3 separate regions of the Mus musculus genome follow, and regions 2 and 3 are each linked to region 1. The links are chromatin contacts, called in public Hi-C maps. All regions are on one chromosome and are shown on one strand. Each heading gives the region's core, a stretch centred on a gene start, on an enhancer-like site or on the middle of the called end of the contact. The rest is flanking DNA. Distances are from core to core; before and after follow the strand shown. Region 1 has its middle 75 kb from the start of Fbxl17. Region 2 has its middle 150 kb from the start of Fer. Region 3 has its middle 64 kb from the start of Fer.

The links. Hi-C and Micro-C count contacts between places; a contact is called where the count stands out from the background.
Region 2: a contact with region 1 is called in a Hi-C map of embryonic fibroblasts, with 2.5 times the contacts expected there. The contact joins two enhancer-like sites. A contact is called at or near these places in 1 of 15 datasets of contacts at CTCF or cohesin (the NIH/3T3 cell line), 20 of 484 Hi-C or Micro-C datasets (the G1E-ER4 cell line, the STO cell line, Sertoli cells and 11 more) and 3 of 115 datasets of contacts at active chromatin or transcription factors (differentiating embryonic stem cells, embryonic fibroblasts and fibro-adipogenic progenitors).
Region 3: a Hi-C map of embryonic fibroblasts shows a contact between it and region 1, with 5 times the contacts expected there. The contact joins two enhancer-like sites. A contact is called at or near these places in 1 of 15 datasets of contacts at CTCF or cohesin (the NIH/3T3 cell line), 42 of 484 Hi-C or Micro-C datasets (8-cell embryo, the AML12 cell line, the C2C12 cell line and 20 more), 4 of 115 datasets of contacts at active chromatin or transcription factors (the NIH/3T3 cell line, embryonic fibroblasts, embryonic stem cells and 1 more) and 1 of 9 other capture datasets (embryonic stem cells).

The regions. Positions count from the first base shown.
Region 1 is chr17:63,574,045-63,577,953 of GRCm38.p6, forward strand. No RefSeq gene overlaps it. Among named protein-coding and RNA genes, the nearest start is that of Fbxl17, 75 kb to the left of the region's middle. Within about 2 kb of position 1,722, at least 5 of the 459 cell types and tissues checked have an H3K27ac peak or open chromatin away from gene starts, as enhancers often do. A contact at or near this core is called in the C3H10T1/2 cell line and embryonic fibroblasts, where this site is marked.
Region 2 is chr17:63,710,136-63,714,418 of GRCm38.p6, forward strand. No RefSeq gene overlaps it. Among named protein-coding and RNA genes, the nearest start is that of Fer, 150 kb to the right of the region's middle. Within about 2 kb of position 2,931, at least 45 of the 459 cell types and tissues checked have an H3K27ac peak or open chromatin away from gene starts, as enhancers often do. A contact at or near this core is called in embryonic fibroblasts, where this site is marked.
Region 3 is chr17:63,797,851-63,802,125 of GRCm38.p6, forward strand. No RefSeq gene overlaps it. Among named protein-coding and RNA genes, the nearest start is that of Fer, 64 kb to the right of the region's middle. Within about 2 kb of position 1,356, at least 50 of the 459 cell types and tissues checked have an H3K27ac peak or open chromatin away from gene starts, as enhancers often do. A contact at or near this core is called in the C3H10T1/2 cell line and embryonic fibroblasts, where this site is marked.

The sequences.
Region 1 (3,909 bases), core at 472-2,971:
TATTCTTTCCCACAGCTGTTCTAGCAATCTTGTGGTGAGCACACTAGGGCTTTACTTTGCGTTTCTGTAACGGCCAACAGTGCTAACAGTCTCTCACTCTGCTTGCTTGCTGGTCTTACCTCGTTCTTGGTAAGCAACTCTTCATTTCATTATACATTTTTAATTGTATATTTACTTTTTCTCCTTCCTTCTCCTTATCTCTTCCTACTCCTTAACTTTTGAGATTTGTATTCAGAATAAAAGTGCTTGTCCCCGTGTGAGGTTCATGTATTCTTCTCCGTCCTATAATCATAACACAATCTTTCACAGAGTAAATGTTTCAGGTGGGTCCTAGTTCATGTTCTTTTGCTGTGATAAAACACTGATCAAAACATCTTGGGGAGGGGAAGGGTTTATTGGGCTTATAGTTACAGTCCACCACCAAGGAACGTCAACAGGGACTCGGCAGGCACCTGGAGGCAGAGACTTACAGACGCTGTGGAGGATGGAGGACCACAGCTAACTGGCCTGTTCTCCATGGCTTGCTCATCTTATGTTCTTATTCAAGACCAGCTACTCCAGGATGGTACTGACTGTAGTCTGCTGGGCACCTCCCACACCCATCGACAACCAAGGAAGAAGTCTACAAGCCAATCTGATTCCTGGGTGGCTTTAATTTCTGTCAAGTTGAAGCAGTCTAACTAGCACATATATTAAGGGAATTAGTCTATGATTATCATATTTCTAGGAAATATCTTTCCTGGCTATGGTACCTTTGTTTCATAGTTTTTCTTTCTATTGTAGCCAATTTGATCATTATTTTAATTCGATGTCCATTTTATATTATACTTTCTCTAAACTGTACAAAATATATTTTTTTCCCAATTTGGCATCTGTAATTTGCTCTTCGATTTTGTTCAGCTGCCTCAAAAAACATAGCTCTTTACAAAAGATTTTTAATCATTGACATTTCAGCGATCCTGTCTTTATGTCACTGCTAATTTGAGATGTTAAAGTTGACCTCTAAAGAGTACACCCAAGTCTTGTGTCTGTCAATACAAAAGCTGACAATGTTGTCTCCCAGAGTAGCGTGCACTCTATATCCGTCCTTCTGCCATTCAAAACCCCATGATAGAACTGGATGTGTATCCCAGTGGTGTGAGGCACGCTGAATTCAATCCTAACTGCGCAGCATCAAACAGCAAATTCTACACAAAAGGGAAGTAAGAAGATGGCATGAAAGATTAAAAAGTATACATAGCTATAGGCAAATAAAAGAGTAAAATTTTATAGAATATTACATATAACTATGAAAATATATTTGAAATGATGAAAGAATTGATTTACTTAGAAAAATATAATTAATCAAAATTGAACAAAGAAATTGAATTGGTCAGTTTTCATGGAGGAAATGGAGATTTGCCATCGCAAAGGGGACTGAGACATGGCACAGCAGTAGTGGAAAAGTGACATCCACTTTACACTGGTAATGAATGGGCAGATCACAAAATAATAAGGTTTGTAAAACCAACTGCCCGGGGTTCCGTTTAATACAGCAGGCCTGCCAAAGCAAAAAGATGAAAGTGGTCGGATGCCTTCTCATTTCTTTTAAGTTAATGACTGTATAATTTTTCTCCAGAGAAAAGATGTTGTATATAGAAATGAACAGATGTGGGTCTGGGGCCCTGGTTCCACTTTGTTTAATTACTGAATTTTATCTGTTTATTCTAGAAGCCTCCAGATGGCAGCATTTTCCTGTGGAAGAGATGCTGGGTGCTTGTGGCTCAGCTCTGCTTTGCTTTCTAACAGCACCCAGGAGTCAGGCTGTCAACAGGAGGAGACAGGAGGAAAGGTGGGAGACATGTTCCAGAATATTCTGAGCTGTTATACTCTAATGTACCATCCACAAAGAACCTTTGTGAGTTGACAGCTTGCATAGGCAGTTCCCCAACAACCATAATAGAAAGAGGGTTTAATTATTTTATATATATAAAGCAATATATATACCCTGTTTTTATATAACAAAATTTATTGATATATGCATATATATATGTATATATCTTATTTTACTTATTCACTTTACATACTGCCCGTTGCCCTTCTTCTGGTCACCTCCTCCCACAATCTTTTACCCCACCCTCCTGAAACAGGTATTTTATTTTGAGTTAAGTTTGTAACACTCTGGTTAGAAAGCTGATTTGTGTGTGTGTGTGTGTGTGTTTTGTTCTTCACATACCACTTGCACAGAAATGATTTTTATTTTTCATATTTTAAACCTTGGGCAGTGAAGAGTCAAGATTGCAATCACGCAGACGCTAACACTCAACCCTTATTAACTGCAATCGTCATGGTGTGGCGACCCCCAACCATAACATTATTTCGTTGCTACTTCCTAACTGTGATTTTGTTGACGTGATGAATCATAATGTAAATATCCAATGTTCGACCCTTGTGAGGAGCCGGGACCCACAGGTTGAGAACCACTGCTGCGGAGCCAGTCCTCGGCGCTCTGCTTATCATGGCATTCTCTGGTCCCAACATCCCGCTTCTCCTCACACCTGGAGTAAACCAGAGGCCTTCGATGCCTCTGAACCATCTGCCCTTCCCGCCCCTCTCAGCATCTTCTGTCACTTTGTTGTAACGCTGCTCTTTCTTCCTTGAATGCAATTATGTCTTTTCTGTGTCAGGATCTTCGCTTCCCAGCACCTCTAGGGTTGTGTGGCTCGCTTACCCATTCAAGTCTTTCAGCTATCATTTTTCAGAGAGTTCTTCCCTGATCACTACCCCCTTCTCTTCATTGTGTCTTTATTCCCCCCATATTAAAATAAAGAAAATATCTGATGCGTTCTCGTGTGTCTTAACCAAACACAATATAAATTCCATGAAAAGATGGGGCTTTTTTTTTCTGTCTTCCTTAATCTATAAAAATGCCCAACATATGCCACATACTAGGTGCTCAATAATGAGTTTGTTGATTGAATGAAAGAACAGAGCAAACTTCAGTCAATTTATATGTCCATTTCATCCGTTTTGATATAGCATGTAGCAAATAGAACACAGAAGCTCAAACTCTGTTGAGAGATAGTAGTAATTGTCAGTACTGGCATCATTTTCTACGTTTTTTTTAATTTTTATTTTGTTCTTTTCATTTCTTACTTTTCTTTTTTTCTTTCCTTTTCCCTTTTTCTTTTCCTTTCTTCCTTCCTTTTTTATTTATTATTTCCTAAGCATATATTTGATTTTAAAAACCACCCCCCCAAGGGTTAAGAGCACAGTCTGCTCTTCCAGAGGTCCTGAGTTCAATTCCCAGCAACCACATGGTGGCTCACAACCATCTGTAATGGATCAGATGCCCTCTTCTGGTGTGTCTGAAGACAGCTATAGTGTACTCACATACATAAAATAAATCTTCAAAAACAAAACAAAAACACCCCCAAGAAATTCCACAAGTCCCTCCCACAGATAGAGCCATGGCAAAGGCTGCTGAGAAGAGAGGAATTGTTCTTGACTAAGAATGAGGTCCCTGATAGATTATCTAGTCCTGTTATTCCTAAACATATAAATATACACTAGACTCGGAGGTGTGTGTGTGTGTGTGTGTGTGTGATAATAATTAAAACAAGAGGCTATGAGGTGTGAGGAAAACCCCCCAACCATAAAAAAAACTTAATAAAAAGTTCTCCCTAAATTTACCAGTGATCATATAAATTATAGCAGCCTGATATCTCTAGCACTTACATAATTAAAAGTGGGATCAGCATCAAATTATCCCATAAGAGATCATTGAAATTAATTCTTAAATGAAGGTAATTTTATTGAGAACTTCTGTAAGTCACTGAAAGAGCTTGTCACGGATGTCAGAAGAGTATCTGCATTAGTAATCCCGGATGATACTTCGTCCTGCAAACAGCTCTCAGGCATAGAAGCTGC
Region 2 (4,283 bases), core at 1,681-4,180, 140 kb after region 1:
GGGCTGGAAATGAAAAAGGACAAGGTGTGAAAGAAGGATGAAGCCAAGACAAAGTTTCTGATCAAGGCTCGAAGTTTAATATTCAGCACTGTGTTTATATTGGGAGAGCCCACAGACACCCCCCCCTCCTTTGTTTCAGCTGGACTGTGTTGCAAAGCAAGCTCAGCGGGCAGTCTACTGCTGTAGGAAATTGCAGGTGTGGCAAGGAGAAGACTCCACCTGGGTTGCTAAGGTCCAACTGTGGCAAATACTTAAGGTCTATTTAGCCTACTCAAGGCTGGGGGAGAGGCACAGTTAACTACAGACAGTACTGTACAAGATTATAAGCAAAGAAACCCTCAGAGTCTCTTAGTAACAATTATGAAGCAACCACATTGGAGGAGGAAGATGAAAAACGAATGCATGTGTGGCAGGAACATGTGGAGACAAGAGCAAAATCCTCATCTTCTGCACAGAGAGCACCAAGTGTTGTGTATTCAGTGGTAGAAATCCAAGCTCATAGTAGTCACTGACATGAGTACTGAACCTCGACTTTAAATCTGTGACTCTTGGAGTAGGAAATGATGGAGTGGGAATGGAGCACCCTTCTTCATTAGTATCTTAGAGAACACACATGAAGACCCAGATGCATAACTCTTACATAAGTGCAGAGGGCCTAGGTCCAACCCATGCATACTCTCTAGTTGGCAGTTCAGTCTCTATGAGCCCCTGTGGGCCCAGGTTAGTTGATTCATAAGATTTCTTGTGGGGGTGTCCTTGACCCTTCTGGCTCCTTCAATCCTTCCCCCACCTCTTCCACACGCTTCCCTAAGCCTGCTTAATGTTTGGCTGAGGGTCTCTGCATCAGTTTCCATCAGTTGTTGGGTGAAGCCTCTCAAATGACAGTTAAGCTAGGGTCCTGTGTACAAGCATGGCGGAGTATCATTAATAGTGTTAGGGATGGGCTTTCTCTCATGTCATGGGTCTCAAGCTGGGCCAGCCATTGGTTGGCCCTTCCTTCAAATTCTGCTCCATCTTTTACCCCTTCACATCTTGTAGGCAGGACAAACTATGGGCCTAAGTTTTTGTGGCTGGTTTAGTATCCCAATCCCTCCACTGGAAGTCTTGCCTGGTTACAGGAGATGGCCAGTTCAGGCTCTGTATCATTCATTGCTATGAGTTTAGCTAGGGTCACCCTCATAGATTCCTGGAATTTTCCATTGTCTTATGTTTCTATCTCATCCCAGAGATTTGCCCCTCCCCACCAATCCAGTTGTCTCTCCCTGAACTTTCTTGCTCCCCGCTTTCCCCTACCTTATCCCTCCTTTCCCAAACCCTACTCCCACCCCTCCCACCCAGTCCCTTCCCTCATTCCACCTATTCCCAATGTCTAACCTATTTCCCCTTTTCAGTGAAATTCAGGTGCCCTTTGGGCTCTCCTTGTTACTTAGTTTCTTTGGGTCCGTGGTTTGTAGCATGGTTATTCTAATGGTTAATATCTACTAATGAATACATGCCATGTTTATCTTTCTGGGTCTAGGTTACCTCACTCAGGATGATGTCTTCTAGTTTGATCTATTTGCCTGCAAGTTTCATGAAGTCATTTTTAATGGCCAAGTAATACTCTATTGTATAAATGTATCACATTTTCTTTATCCATTCTTCAGTCAAGGGACATCCAAGTTGTTTCCAGTTTCTGGCTATTATGAATAAAGCTGCTATGAACATAGTTGAGCAAGTAGCAGGGGCTGTCTCTGATTACACTGCCTGCCTTTGGATCCCTTTCTCCTAACTGGGCTGCCTTGTTTACTCTCAACAAAAGATGTGCCTAGTCTTATTGCAACTTGGTGTGCCAAGGCTGGTTGATATCCATGGGAGGGCTCCCCTGGAGAAGGGGAGGAGGCAGGAGAGAGGGACTGGGAGGAGGGGAGGGAAGGGAAGATGCAATTAGGATATAAGGAGCATAAATAATTAATAAGAACAAAAACCAAAAGCATGAATTTAGAGGCGAGGCCTGGGAAAGTATCCTGAGTTCACAGTGCCACCTGAGCGCTGCAGACCTGAGAGTGAACTCCCTGAGTTCAGGTTTCATATCACACGCTAGCACTTTTCCCTTAGGACCATGTCGGTTTTTGTTTGGATGCTAATCACACACTGTACCGTTGCACCATTTTGTGATTCATTTAATGAAGCTTGTTTCCCTGTTTTGTATCATCAGAAGAAAACATCTTAGAGAACGGCTTGATCCTCCACTGTGCACACACTGTGTTTTATTACTAAGTGATGGAGAAATAAAGAGCTGAAAATAACATAGTCCTGGAAAGATATAAGTCGTAAAATCAGAGATATGTGACTTTAAAGGGATCCAAAATACCTTTCAGATCTATGATGTAAATAAGGTCTATAGAAAAGAAAAAAATTGTAAAATTTAGGATAAGAAAATTTCAATTTGTAGTATAGAATGGATATATATTGTATACAGCAAAGTCTGGAAGGTCTTAAATGGTGTTAAAGAAACTTACCCAGTGGCCCTGGGTGGAAACTAGGGGTCCTGCTGAAAGCGAAGCCAGGAGCAAAGAAGTAAGCGAAGAACAAACCACATGCTTTTCTTTTACAAATTGTGAGTGGGGATACCATAATCTGCTTGTTCTTAGGTCAACAGATGAAAAGGATACAGTGCAGCTATTGAAAAAGCAAAGTTATAAATGTCTGGAGCAAGGCGGAGGTATGCCCACCGCATAACATTCATCTGCAGAGAGAGGGCACATCCTATCAGGGATACTCCCAAGAAGGGAGATGCTTTGCAATGAATGAGTACAGGAGAAAATGGATCTCTGTCTGGGACCTCCCAATCCTGTTTGCAACATTAATAAAAACCAGGCTTGTGTAAGAATCTATTTATAGTCATATTTAGGATGCTTGGGTGATTATGAGCAACGGGCCAGTGATTCATCGCAGCATGATTGACTCTAGGGCCGTGTGTCGTGGGCTGTGCAAGGGTCTGTGTTGGCTTGGGTCTAGTTTAATGTCTTTAACGATCTGGAAAGGGGAGTAAATAGAATTTATAGGCGTTACTCAATTTCCCTCTAAGTTCATGGCCCCAAGTTAAACCTTTCCTGGCATGATTTGGGTGGTGCTCAGTCTGGCCTAGAAAGGATGGATTAACAGTCTCCAGTCCTTCACCCTTGACTGCTTGCCTTGCATATTAGAATTAATATTCTTTACACTTGACCCACTTTGCAAGCCCCAAGTTCCTCTGAAACATTTTTCCTTTGCTTCCTTTTTTTTTCTTTTTTTCTTTTTGCTGTATTTCTACTGAAAGAGTATGTGAAATGGCTCTCCTTTGTCCTATATTTAGTTATTATACTTCTCTCAGGACCTGAATTCATATATATACATCTACATATATATATATATATACATACATATATATATATATATATACATCTACATATATATATGAATTATATGTGTGTGTGTATCACCAATCTTCTATTATATTTAATTTAAATTTGACTACCCATTTTTATGAGTTGGATAGTCTGTTTCTCTCTTGACGTGTGTGTGTTTGTGTGTGTGTGTGTATATGAATTCTCATATATATATATTTGAGAGGCCCTTTCACATCTGATTCTTTAAAATCCTGCCCCCAAAGCATGATGTAGCTTATGCTGTACCCCTTCTTCTCAAGATATCGTGCACTTTGTGATTGATCCACTTGGGAAACGTCGTTCTCTTCCTTGAGGCCCTGCTTCTTTCCCAGTGGTCTGCTTAAGAATAGCAATCCCCATTGAAATGCTTTAGTCATTTCTAGGTAACAAAAGGGCCTAGCCATGGAAGCTAGGTACGGGGAAATCGAAGTCACTCAGAGCTTCTGTTTAGCCAGGATTCCTACCACAATCAGCTTTGTTCACAGCAACTGAATCCAGAGGGTAACATGATGCGGGATCTTCAAAATTCCCTCTCTGTTGTCCTTGCTGAGGGCTGGTGGGAATCAGTGTAGGGATTGGAGTACAGAGTGAGCCGTGATTATATTTTTCCTCCTGTGACATTGAGCTGTCATTTGTAAAAGTCTTGATGTAGAACCTTTAAAAAAATAAAGTTAGGAATTAAAACAAAACGAGCTGAGCCTGAATATATATATATATATTCCCCTCCCAATCCCTTTAAAACACACACACACAACCATGTTTAATAAGTAAGAGTTTAGCATCACAAGAAAACAAGGTTTTAAAATATATTACTAAAAGTTAAAAAAATCATAGGCTAGTCAGGCATAGTGGTGCACACCTTTAATTCCAATC
Region 3 (4,275 bases), core at 106-2,605, 220 kb after region 1:
AGTGGTTTTCCATCATCAGTTTACAGTAGTTGTACCTGTCCAGCTGGAAGGGTGAATAAACTGGCTTCCCCTTTCTCTCTCTCCTCATCTAACTCTCCTCTATGAAACTTTCTCTCTGCCCATGAAGTCGAGAAGGCGCCAAGAATTTTGAGAAACATGTTCAAGTATCCTTGGCTTTTCTTTTGCTCCCCAAACAGAAATCAAATCCATGTCCACTTCTATAACTAATGGTCTTTGTTGGAAAAGGAATTGTGTATAATTATATATATTTAATAATAATAAATTTCATATAAGGCATCATAACTAACTTCATAATAAAAAATATGGGTTCAATTAGGTTTTGTTTTTCTTCTTCTTTTATCCAGTTCAGAACTCCAGCCCAGGGGGAAGGTGCTGCCCACAGCCAGAGTGGGCCTCCCTCCTCAGTTAAACCTTTTTGGAAGAACCATCTCAGACATGACCAGAAGTGGTCTTCTAGGTGATCTTAAACCTAGTCAAGCTGACAGTAGTGACCTTCACAGCCACTCCCACCACCTACAAACCCATACATAACAGGGGTGTGTGCGCATGTCCACACACACACACACACAACACACACACATCTGCTTAATTTGAAAAGAAGTCAGAGAATCTGATTCCTCTTAGCCTTTGGTGTTTTACTAAATTCTTCTAAAACTAGATGTGATGGCTCCTGTCCAGCGCCTTGGGAAGCGAAAACAGAAGAACCTGAAGTTTCATGCCTGTACATGAGAGGGCGGGGGAGAGGAGGAGGGAAGGCAGAGAGCTCTTTTAAGGTTTAGAATGGGATAGAGGATACTGCAGAAATGCTAACACCTTATATGAATATCATTCCATACTCACTTTTAAGAATGTGCTCTCATTTAAGATCCAATACGCACTCTTAGAAATATTTAAGAAGGAAGGCCGTGTTTTATTTACATGGGATTATCTTTGAGTTCACCAGTTGCGACTGCATAGACTTTTTAGAAAATTATATAAAGTGTTTGAGGTAATTCCATCCCTTTTACTCTCTTAACAAAGAAACTCTAGGGATATTTCATGTATGTTTTTTAAAAAGTTATTAAGTAGATATATCAAGAGATTCCATGTGGAATATAAACTCATCACCTGCTCTTATTACATCAGTCTGTGGGCTTTGCTTCTATTTTTCTAAATCCCATATTAACTGCTATATATCATAAGCATTAGCTCAATCAAGAAGATTTTTTCTTAAAGGAAGCAGAGAAAATTGCCATGGCTGAAACCAAATGACTCCAACAGGAATGTTAGGAAGGCGTGCCAAGGAGATCACTCACTATGATTCACTCGCCCTTGTGGGAGATCATCATAGTGAGGAGATCACTCACTATGATTCACTCACCCGTTATCTGATAAAGATAATTTGAGTCAAGGGTGGAGTTCAGAGTGAAAGCAACCAAGAATTTATACTCAATTTTGCTGCTGCTGCTGCTATGGCCCCATGCACATTCCGGTGAGCTTATTGTATGGACATACACCCCTATGCTCAAGGCCACCAATCATAGCAGATCCCCCACAGTGTCATCTTTGACAGCTGGCCCCGTGCACATATGAGACCCAACTATTAACCACACAACACCACACACCATCACACACAAATCTCAGAAGCAGGTTCTAGACTGGTGTTCGACTTTGTTTCTTTATATGTTAACTAGAAGAACAGTGGAGAGATTCATCTGGCACAGAATTTTATTATTACAGTCACTATCCTGATGGGTTTCCTATTGAAGCCAAAAAGAAATAGTTCACTAAAGTACTTGCAATGATAAGCACTATCTGGAGAAAAAAATTATTAAAATAATATTAAAATCTAAAATGAATTCTATCTTGTGGATTTGGGGGAGTTGCTAATTTTTTTCAATAACACAATGGAAATGTCAGGAAGAATTTGCTCTCTAAGCTGATTCTGAATCACGGCCAGTCTGACCAGCTCATGACTGAGTGACACTCAGTTAAATGGGTCTGTGGCCCCACTTACTCCATAAGTGGGTAGGTCGGCACTTAGGATACCTCCTGTTAAAGCAATGGGGCTGAAGACACGCAGCAATGCTTAATGCTTACTGTTCTTCCAGAGGATGTAAGTTGGGTTCTGAGCACCCATGTCAGGCAACTCAAAACCACTTCTAGCTCCAGTTCCAGGAGATCTGAAACCTCTTCTGGCCTGTTCAGGTATTTGTATACACACACACACACACATAAAAATAGGAATAAATCAAAGAAAAACAAAAACCATACTAGTTGAATATGCTGGTGCATACCTATAATCCTAGAATTTGGGAAGCTAAGGCAGAAAAATCAAGAGATGTAGCCAGTCAACACTATCTCAAAGCAAAACAAGAAAAATGCATTGCCGTGGGACAGGCCAGACCCAGCACATAGTAGGAGCTTTAGACACCTAACCTCAAACTAAGCACATGCCACCGAGCATTGTCTCCATCGCTGGCTACCTAGATCGGAAAGTCCAAGTGAACAGCTGACGTGGTGTCATTTCCCAGGGCACACTTTGACACATCTCTTTTCAACCCTCGGAGTCCCTAAACACTCCCCGAGTCATACTTCCAGAAAGTCAAAACTGAGTTTTTACCCAGGCTAGGACCAGGACCTCTGGTGGTCTAGCCAGGGCAGGGAGAGTGTTATTTCTCCAGGGGTTCGAACACATAGCACTACAAAGACTGGGCAGAGGGAGAGAGAACCCAACCTGAAGGAATGAGGCAGAGAAGAATAATCCAGGGCTGGACTAGCAGAAACGCAGCAGCGAGCAGGGTGTCTCTAGCTAGCTGTGGCGTGCCGTTGTGAGCACACGCGGGGACAAGCGATAACCTGAGGAGATATGAATGATGTCTCCTTTTCCTCGTAAGTTCTTGAGGTGGTTAGAAAAATGTCCACATTCTGCCACACTCCTATCACTTGTCCCCCTCTCTTTAAACTCTGCGGACCATCTTAATCAATGTAAGAAAATGGATCTCATAACGTGTCACTTCTGAGGCTGGGACAGAAAAGCCCAGGTAGCCCCTCGGGATGTTGGCTCATCGCATTCTCAGATCCTTAACGTCTGTCTCTGCTGTACTGATGAGACTGTGCTAAGAAGGCACGCAGAGGAGCGGTGAAAGATTGTGGCTCAGCGGCTGGGAAACCCCAGGGCAGGCACCAGCTATACAGGAGTCCCAGAGGCTTCAACGGGACCCCAGGCCCAGCTACCTTTTCCCTGCTGATGGATGGGGACTTCAAGTGAAAATTGTGAATCTTGTCAGTTTTCATATTTCAATGAAAAATGCACAGCTAGCGTTGCCTTGAGGCAGTTTGGTGAGGTCTGTTGTGTAGGATAAACTCCACAAGGTGGTTTCCCATCCCAGAAACTCTTAAAATTCTCTTTCACACTAGGGCCATCACCCTGGGAGTCTGCAACCCAGGGGGGAAATTCCTTTTTCAGAGTCCCACCTTCCTCCCCCCTCCCCCTCCCCCTCTCCCCTCCCTCTCTCCCTTCCCCCTCCCCTATTCTCTGAGTACCGGTGGGCTTCATTCAGAGCCTAGAAGAAGCAGAGGAGCGATGTGTTCGGTAATGCTCTATGGTACAAAGGCCTTTGGTAGGACCAAAATGGGATTCCTGCTGGATTCCCCTCAGAGAGCCTGGGGCTTTATAAGAGTCTTCTGAGTGAATTCCTCAAAGGCAGAGGAGGCAGGTACCGCAATGAGCAGCATATCATGTAAGCGTGACTAATAATGATGTCAGCGCCACTAAGCCAAGATCTGTCCGAATGTACAAGCTCCTTTGGATGACATTTATGTAACATGACTGTGGTCGGCGGACAGCTCAGTGGTGTCAGGAATAAATCTGTGTGGCAAAGAAAGGGAGCACAAGCCACCAGAGTGTCTGGACAAGGCAAACTTCACTCTGGACCATAGGGTGTGCCGGGAAGAGAGAACACCCAGAGACAGGAAGTAGTAGTGACTGTGTCTTCTCCCATTGGCTGGCCTCCTAGTCTTAATTGAATTGGCTAGTCTGAGAAGAATTAGCACATGGGAAATGGAAGAGGGGACAAGGAGTCCCTGATACAAGGTGAAAGGGGTTCCTGCTCCAAGCCGTCAGATTCCATAGATCTTTGTCTACCTGGGGGTAGGGGTGGGGTCGTAAAACCTTTCCGTAATTCCGTAGAACTCCTAAAGGGTGTGGAGGGGGGCATTTGAATATCTTGTCCTAAACACAAATCTTATAGTATTTGGTAGAAAAGACTCATA